2 separate regions of the Hordeum vulgare genome follow, and region 1 is linked to region 2. Evidence: chromatin contacts called from public Hi-C data. All regions are on one chromosome and are shown on one strand. Each heading gives the region's core, a stretch centred on a gene start, on an enhancer-like site or on the middle of the called end of the contact. The rest is flanking DNA. Distances are from core to core; before and after follow the strand shown.

Region 1 (4,401 bases), core at 1,502-4,001, 480 kb after region 2:
CCGAACTTGATGTCCCCGGTGCGTGCGGGGCCGCCCACAGCCAGCACATTGCGGATCTCCCTCGCCAGCAGCTGCTGCTCCACGACGTGCCGCTCCGAGCTGTCCTCGCCATAGCTCGCGTCCAGCGAGTCGAAGAGCGCCGAGTAGTAGTGGATGGCCTCCACGAAGCGGGCCAGAAAGGAGCCAGAGTGGCTCAGGTCCTGCTCCACCATTGTCACCACCTTGGGCGCCAACCTGAAATCCGTGGTCCACATACTAAGATCAGCACATCAATTTAAGGTGTTTCTGCTGAACTAGGAGCACAACCACTAATATAGAGTTGCATGGCAATGATGCATCTAAGTCAAAGGACATTTTAGTTGATTTCTTGGCTCCCCGTGCATACAGTACAATGCTTAGCCTTGGGAGGAGCAGACCAGCTTTTCAGCTTAGCCTTTTCAACTGATTAGTGGTAGTGCTAATAGGTTAGTAGTAGATGACAGTAATTTCAGTTTAATAATCAACGTTTATGCGCACTTGGAACAAGAAAGTTGCAAAGCTTTTTAGGATGAAAAGTTGGTCATGATGATAAAAACTTTTAGCTCGCTCCAGTATCTTTCCTCTCAGATCAAATGGAACACAGATAGAGCACTTGCAGTAGAGTAGAGCGGGAGTAGTTTATATTTTCTTCTCGGATCACCAAAGACGATGGAAGGAAGAGCATAAAAAGTTGGTCATAATGACGAACTTTTAGAACTTCTAAACTCCATCTCTTCTTTTGCTGCTCGTTATAGGTCGTTAAATCAATCAATGGCGTACTTGGACCAGTACCATACTAACATTGGTGATTGATGCCTGATGCCAAGATGACTTGATATTTCTGAAGTGAAAAGTTGGAAGACTCATTTCACAATGGAAGCAACAGAGTACAGTACCTTTGGATGAGGTTGAGTGTGTTGGAGTCGTTGCCGGTGACGTCGTAGAGGGAGTGGTGGAGCCAGTGGACGGCAACAGCCTCGCGCCGCCGCGTGTCGACGCCGAGCTTCTCAGGATCAAGGTTCCCAGCTTTGCCCGCCACCGGGTAGAACTCGAATGGCAGGCCCAGCGTGTGGGCGAAGTCCGACAGCCGCTTGCCGGTGGCCTCGAGCGCCTCCATGGAGGCGCCGAGCCCAGTGAGCCTGACCCTGGGCGGGCCGCCCGGGCGGGAGGCGAGGATGTGGAACAGTCCCGGCCACTGAAGCCCCTGCATGATGTCGAGGTCCACGATGTGGACGCGGTCCTCCCGCTCGAACGCCTCCTGGATGGCCTGGTTCGCCGTGAAGTGGGAGAACTTGACGAAGGGGCTGATGCCGTTGAACACCTGGAACGCCGCGGCGACGCGCGAGTTGACGAGGCGGGACGCGGCGGGGGACGACGCGTTGGGGAGCGGCGCGTAGAGGCCGAGGCAGGAGCTGACGAGGCGGGCCGACATGGCCTCCGCGAAGTAGGCGGCGACGCGCTGCGTGGAGGTGCCGAACGGGGTGGCCAGCTCGGCGATCTCCAGCAGGGCGCGCTGGGCCTCGTCGAGGTCGTCCGAGTTGACGGACTCGGCGCACTGCAGAAGGAGCGTCAGCAGATGGAGACCCTCCTCGTCGCGCTGCCTCCGCCGCTGCTCCTCTTTCCGCTCCTTCAAGGCGGCGGAAGCTGCCGCCGCAGCGGCTGCGGCGGCCGTGGCGGTTTCCTCCGCGGAAGGGGGCGGCTTCGGCGACTGCGGCGGCGGGTTCTGCTGCTCCTCCTCGCGCCGCCGCTTGTCGGGAGGTGGCGGCTGAGGGAGCGCCGGCACTGGCACTGGCGGTGCGGAGAGTATCGTGTTGCCACTGGGTAGGAGCGAGGGCGGATGATGGGGAGGAGGAGGCGGCGGCGGTGGGTGCTGGACAAGGTCGGATGCGAGGAGCGAGCGGAGGCGGAGCTCTAGGAGCGAAGCGAGTCCGGGGTTACAGGGGTGGATGATCTCCCGGACGTTGTGGATGAGCTGCGCGACGGAGACCGTGGCGCCGCTGCTCCCGATGATGTCCCGAATGATGCCGTCCACCCACGCCGTGCTGTTGTTGCCCGCGTTAACCTCCGTGGCGATCTGCGGCGCGACGACGACGTCCATCGTCGCCTGCACTGGCGCCTGCAGGTGGCCGCCGAACGCCGGCAGTTGCATGGGCAGCGCGGGCAGCTGCGCGGTCCCTGCCACCGCCGGAGGGAGCAGCAGAGGCTGCTGCGGGGGCGCTGGTCCGCCCGTAGCGGCGGTGACGTCGGAGAGATCCCCCGTGACATGGCGGCGGGGCGGTGGCAGGTCGACGTCCGGAGCCGGGCGCTTGCGTACCATGGCAGCGGCGCCCTCCTGGTGGTCTAGCTGGTCGAGGTAGAGGAAGAGGTCGGAGGGAGACGAGGAGGGGAGCGGTGGGAGCAAGGCGGAGTGGGAGTCGGAGGCGGCAGCATGAGCATGGGAATAAGAGGAGTGGTTGGGGGCGGAGGAGGAGGACGAGGGGAAGAGGAGGAGGGAGGAGGAGCCCATCTAGAAACGCCAAAGGGAAGCCGCCGCCGCCGCTGCCAAGGCTCGCATGGCGAGCGCAGCGCGGGAGAGGAGAGGGGACGGTGGAGTAGCTGCGAGCTGTGATGCGGTGGCGGAGGAGTAAAGGGGAAGACGCCGACGGGAGAGGAACAAGGGCGTAAGCACAAGGGGCTTGTGTTAGCAAGGACGGTAATTTATGGAGAGAGCCGTAGCAGACGTAGCCGCGCCATTGGGCTCTCTGTCATCTTTGTTTCTTTTTTCTCACCTAAAAAAAATCCATCCATGTGTCGTCTCATTTATTTATTTCTCGGTCTGATGAACTCCTCTGATGATCGTCTCATTTATTTATTTCTCGGTCTGATGAACTCCTCTGATGATCGTAGTAGTGATGTCCATCGACAGTGAAGGCCCGTTGGTTTGTCGGACAAAAGAGCCTTCATCTCTTCAAAATTAGTACATGATGTTCATAATGTGTATCCTTGTCTCTCCTTTTCTTTTTTACTACCTTGAACTGTCACACTGTCTTACATCAATAAACATAGGATGTAAGTATATTTTAAAGTATAATACAGTAGTTATCTAAATAGAACACTAACAAGGACTATGTTCTAGTGCAAAATATGATGAATTGTTTTCAATCCTACTAATCTAAATATTTTGCATATACTGGTAGTCAAATATATTGCCTAAGCACTTTTTAGAATCAATTGGGGCTACCCCACAAAAATAAAGAATCTATTGGGGCTGATTTGGTTTATAATAGTTCCAAATAATAAAAAGACAGAAAACAAAGGATTGGGACGTCCTCTCCACTCTAATCCTTAGTAAATTACTATGAGATCTCACATGATGCTAAGAATTCTTAGAAATTAGGTCAATGTGGACACAATCCTAATAAATCTAGTAACCTCGGTTTTCTATAAAATGAATGTCGTACATACGAAAAGAAATCCCGACATTCAAATTCATATGAGAATCTGCCAAAAATCCTGCAAGCCGAGTGAGACCTTATAATTGCAAAGGGGGCTATGTTCTGGATTTCTTTTACAAAGGGAGGTATCTGACTTTTCCTATGCAAATGAAGTATTAACAGGGTCTCTTATGCACAATGAGTATAAAGAAAGTTTGAGTGCTTCATTGTTTCATAGGATTCTCAAAAACACATGAATAGGAATTGAAGTGGCACGCCCTATTAAGCCTAAGATTAGAAAACTACATGAATTTGGAACGATGTGTTTGATATCACCCAAGAAATTTGATTCGGTGGAAATATTCCTTCAAAATTGAGTGCAAATTAATCCTTCGAAAAAAATATCAATGGATTATAATCCTTTGAAAACCACCCAAGGATTCAAATCCCGGCATTCCCATTGAATTCCTTTGAATCAAAGGGGGCCTAAATGAATGTTAAAAAATGAGTCAAACCAGGACATAGGAAAATGGACCATAAGAATCTGACCGCACAAATTATTTACCAAGTGGTTGTTAAAATACATAAATATTAAAATCATATTTAAAAGTCTATAATCCAAAACATACCGGAGTGAAAATTGGAAAGAGGAAACAATTTTCATGCACATCATATCAATATGCATCAACCTACACAATGTTGCACTCAACACACTTATGTTATTTTCAAAATTTATAAGATTTAAATAATTGGTTCCTCTTTCACGAAGACCGTTTGGTTTAAGCGAATTAGGATACCTATATTCATACCAAATTTTAAAATTCACCTAATAAAAACATAACATATAATTTTGTAAACATCATTTTTACAAATATCATCTCATATGGACCCAAATATATGGTCAATATTTGACCTGATATGTCCACTAATTTAGAATGATACATAGCTGACAACAATTCTTTATCACACA
Region 2 (4,147 bases), core at 699-3,198:
AGACAAAGAATCCACTTGGGAGCGCGAGGACCACCTCCGTTCCGAGTTTCCAGAGTTCTTCTAGTCCTAGATCTCGGGTCGAGATCCTCTTGCAGTGCGGGAGAGTTGTAACACCCAAGTGCTTTTCCTTCCCCTTTTGTAATCCTTTCCATGTTTGGCAACTCTGTTGAGGCAATGTTATGGATGTGAGTCTTGTTGCATTGTCATTTCATGTGCATCTCATGCATCATGCATATCTTGTTTCTTTTTTCCTTTTGCCTTAATTTTTTGATCTTGTGTGTTGTGCCACCTTGGTGGTTATGTGAGTGCATGTGAGTTTGTGATCTTGTGCTTGTGAGTGGGTACAACAAAGCCATTCAAAACCTTTGAAGCACCATGGTTCAAACCCTTCCTATTCAAATATTTGCTTACTTGTGTTTTCCAACTTGTTTTAAAAATCCTATAAAAATGTTCCATCTTTCCTCTCAATTCTTGTGAGTGGAGAAGTGGATCTCCTTTATTTTTCTACAAGCACTGGCATTTTTTTTATTGCAAAACAGCCTAGGTTTAATAATAAAGCAGATATTTTGCCTTGCCTAAAAATAATCCTATTTTAGTAAATAGGTTATATTATTTTGTTTAGCAAAGTATTTTATTTTATTTAAAAACCCCTTCTTATTTTATGTGGGAATTGTGTGTTTGTCTGATTATATAAATAAAGACACAGGGTTATTTCGGTTTTAAGTTAAGTTAGTGCGAGGCCAGCCTTTAGGCCTAGTAGCCATTCGGTCTAGCCCAGTAGCGCGTCCCTCGTCTCCTTCTTCTCGACGTCAGCAGTACGAAGCCATAGCCACCACCAGATCAAGTTCGCTCCTCCATCAGACGGCTGGCTCGCATCCCGAGGGCCATAAGAGCCACCCCAACCCTTCTCCAACCCTAGCCCTCCATTACTCTCCCTCCTCTCTTTTCTAGCGCTGCCGGGGGCAAAACCCGAGCTGCTCCACGCCATGGCCAGCTCGAGCAGGAGCTTGGGGCCGAGGTGATCCGGCGCTCTTCTTCCTCTCTGTCAGCACCAGGAGCAAGAGGACGCCAAGATGGTTCCATTTTCGCAAAGAGTTCGGCACCAGGACCTCCACCTCGACGTCCACGACGATGGCGACTTCTTCAACTCTGGTGGGTCTTCCTCCGCTCCAGCTTGTCGTCCTTTTCATCTCCGGCACTGGATCAGCTCCCTATCCCTAGTTGAGCGAAGTTCCGCTCCCCTCCATCTTCTTCTTCCTCTGTAGCGCCCACGTCCAGTAGAGGCATGGCTGCCGGTGCTCTGCTCTGTTGCTTAGCACCAGTAGCAGCAGCTTGAGGAGATAGCAGCGGCATCAGTTCGTTAGCAGCATCTCCAAGCAGCAACAATAGATTCGAGAGCTGCAGCAGTAGCTTGCGGGCAGTAGCCGCGCAGCAGCGTTCAGTAGCAGCAGCCGCGCCCCGATCCCGTGCATGTGCATGAACGTGTGTGAGTATGCACATGCGAGAGACTCCGGCGTCTCTGTGCTTCAGCAGAGAAGGCGCCGCGTTTGCATGTCGTCTCGGGTGAGACCCCCGTTAGGGCAGAACCACCGCTCCGACCCAACTGGTGTGATCGAGCCAGCGCGACCATGAGTTCGAGGGACCGATTCCCAGTGCGCGCCCCTTTTGCTTCTCGGTGGATTCTTCGATCTATGGGGCAGGATAGATTACATTGCCAGACGCCGTAGTCACTGCAGTAGCAACGAAGCAGGGGTTGTGGCAACCGAGCCATGCGGTGAGCCGCAGGTCTGGGGTTCGACTCTGGCTCCTCACCTTATAATTTTGTTAGTGTATTTTGTGTGTGCGGTGCACAACAGCCGCTTAGTGGGGTTTCCCCCCTCTGTGAGCAGCTACACTGCAGTGGCCGGGTGGTAGGGTGCGTTGGTGTGAGTGCGCGAGGTGCAGGGTTTGAAACCCCTCCTCTCCACCTATTGGGTCTGGACCCACGTGTTATCCAGTGAGGGGCCAGAGCCAGGTGGCTCCCCTCCTCATAATATCTTCCTGTTATTTTTACTGTGATTTTCCTTGTGCTAAATAAGGCATATTTTCATTTCTGGAAATGTCGAGATATGAACTTGCCAATTTGGGCTGGCTCAAGAATAGTTCTTGTTCTTGACTATATGTAGTTTTGATCCTGTGTAGATTTTCTTTTGCTGTTGTGGAGTTTTCATGCATGCAAAGATGACACTATGATATATGGATTTGGGGTAGAAAATCCCAATGAATCCAACGGTGTTGTTGGTTTCTGATTTTGAGCATTAGTGTAGAAAGTCCCCTTGAGGTGAGGTGGCCATAGTCTTATCGATGTGGGGTTCGACTCTGGCTCCTCACCTTATATTTTTGTTAGTGTATTTTGTGTGTGCGGTGCACAACAGCCACTTAGTGGGGGTTTCCCCCTCCGTGAGCAGCTACACTGAAGTGGCCGGGTGGTAGGGTGCGTAGGTGTGAGTGCGCGAGGTGCAGGGTTTGAAACCCCTCCTCTCCACCTATTTTTCGTGTGTATTTTGCTGTGGTGATGTGGATATGACAGTGGGTCTGGACCCACGTGTTATCCAGTGAGGGGCCACTGCCAGGTGGCTCCCCTCCTCATAATATCTTTCTGTTATTTTTATTGTGATTTTCCTTGTGCTAAATAAGGCATATTTTCATTTCTGGAAATGTCCAGATATGGACTTGTCAATTTGGGCTGGCTCAAGAATAGTTGTTCTTGACTATATGTAGTTTTGATCCTGTGTAGATTTTCTTTTGCTGTTGTGGAGTTTTCATGTATGCAAAGATGACACTATGATATAAGGATTTGGGGTAAAAAATCCCAATGAATCCAACGGTGTTGTTGGTTTCTGATTTTGAGCATTAGTGTAGAAAGTCCCCTTGAGGTGAGGTGGCCATAGTCTTATCGATGTGGGGTTCGACTCTGGCTCCTCACCTTATATTTTTGTTAGTGTATTTTGTGTGTGCGGTGCACAATAGCCACTTAGTGGGGGTTTCCCCCTCTGTGAGCAGCTACACTGAAGTGGCCGGGTGGTAGGGTGCGTAGGTGTGAGTGCGCGAGGTGCAGGGTTTGAAACCCCTCCTCTCCACCTATTTTTCATGTGTATTTTGCTGTGGTGATGTGGATATGATAGTGGGTCCTCTGGACCCACATGTCATCCAGTGAAGGGCCACTGCCAGGTGGCTCCCCTCCTCATAATATCTTCCTGTTATTTTTACTGTGATTTTCCTTGTGCTAAATAAGGCATATTTTCATTTCTGGAAATGTCGAGATATGGACTTGCCAATTTGGGCTGGCTCAAGAATAGTTCTTGTTCTTGACTATATGTAGTTTTGATCCTGTGTAGATTTTCTTTTGCTGTTGTGGAGTTTTCATGCATGCAAAGATGACACTATGATATATGGATTTGGGGTAGAAAATCCCAATGAATCCAACGGTGTTGTTGGTTTCTGATTTTGAGCATTAGTGTAGAAAGTCCCCTTGAGGTGAGGTGGCCATAGTCTTATCGATGTAGGGTTGTTTTCTGTGCTTGTTTGGAGCAGTGCATACATGCACCATATTGTCTGTTGCATCATTTGTTGCTGGTGTTTATTAGGTGTTTGTTTCTTTTGGGTAGTTACCGGGGCCGGAAACGAGTTTGAAGAGTTCGGAGAGTTCGTGCAGGAAGAACAAGAGCAGTTCTAGTGTGAAGAAATCACACGCAAGATGATCGTGACCTTGACACCGTTTCTAGCTTTGTTATGCTTAGTGTTACGTTTCCTTCGTTACATCTCCACTGCCTACCACATGATATATAGGCCATCAAACATTGCCATGAAACCTCAAACACCTCCCCTCCTAGCAAATATTGTTTGACTAAGTTAGGCTTGCTCAACCACTAATTGGTAGCATTGCTAGTTGCAGGTGCGAGCTGTTCCATGTGATAACATGGGCAATTTGATATCATCTTATATAATTGCTATTTAATTAATGCATCTATATACTTGGTGAATAACGGAAGGCCTAGCCTTTTTCCAGGTGATTTGTTCCGTTGTTACCGCCTTAGTTTCGGCTACCGGTGTTTTATTTCATAACTGAGCGCTCCTAACACGTTCGGGGTTGTTATGGGGACCCCCT

Evidence for each region. A called contact is a pair of places that touch in the nucleus more often than the background predicts.
Region 1: a Hi-C map of leaf shows a contact between it and region 2, with 4 times the contacts expected there. The contact joins the promoter of LOC123448109 here to the enhancer-like site in region 2. A contact is called at or near these places in 2 of 6 Hi-C or Micro-C datasets (leaf and seedling) and 1 of 1 datasets of contacts at active chromatin or transcription factors (embryo).

Annotation. Positions count from the first base shown.
Region 1 is chr4H:124,762,678-124,767,078 of MorexV3_pseudomolecules_assembly, forward strand. It overlaps LOC123448109 (protein SCARECROW 2-like), which reads right to left and starts at 2,752. Exons shown (of 2, transcript XM_045124882.1): 1 at 915-2,752; 2 at 1-234. The coding sequence starts at 2,524.
Region 2 is chr4H:124,286,898-124,291,044 of MorexV3_pseudomolecules_assembly, forward strand. No RefSeq gene overlaps it. Among protein-coding and RNA genes, the nearest start is that of LOC123448108, 72 kb to the left of the region's middle. Within about 2 kb of position 1,949, at least 3 of the 3 cell types and tissues checked have open chromatin away from gene starts, as enhancers often do. A contact at or near this core is called in leaf and seedling, where this site is marked.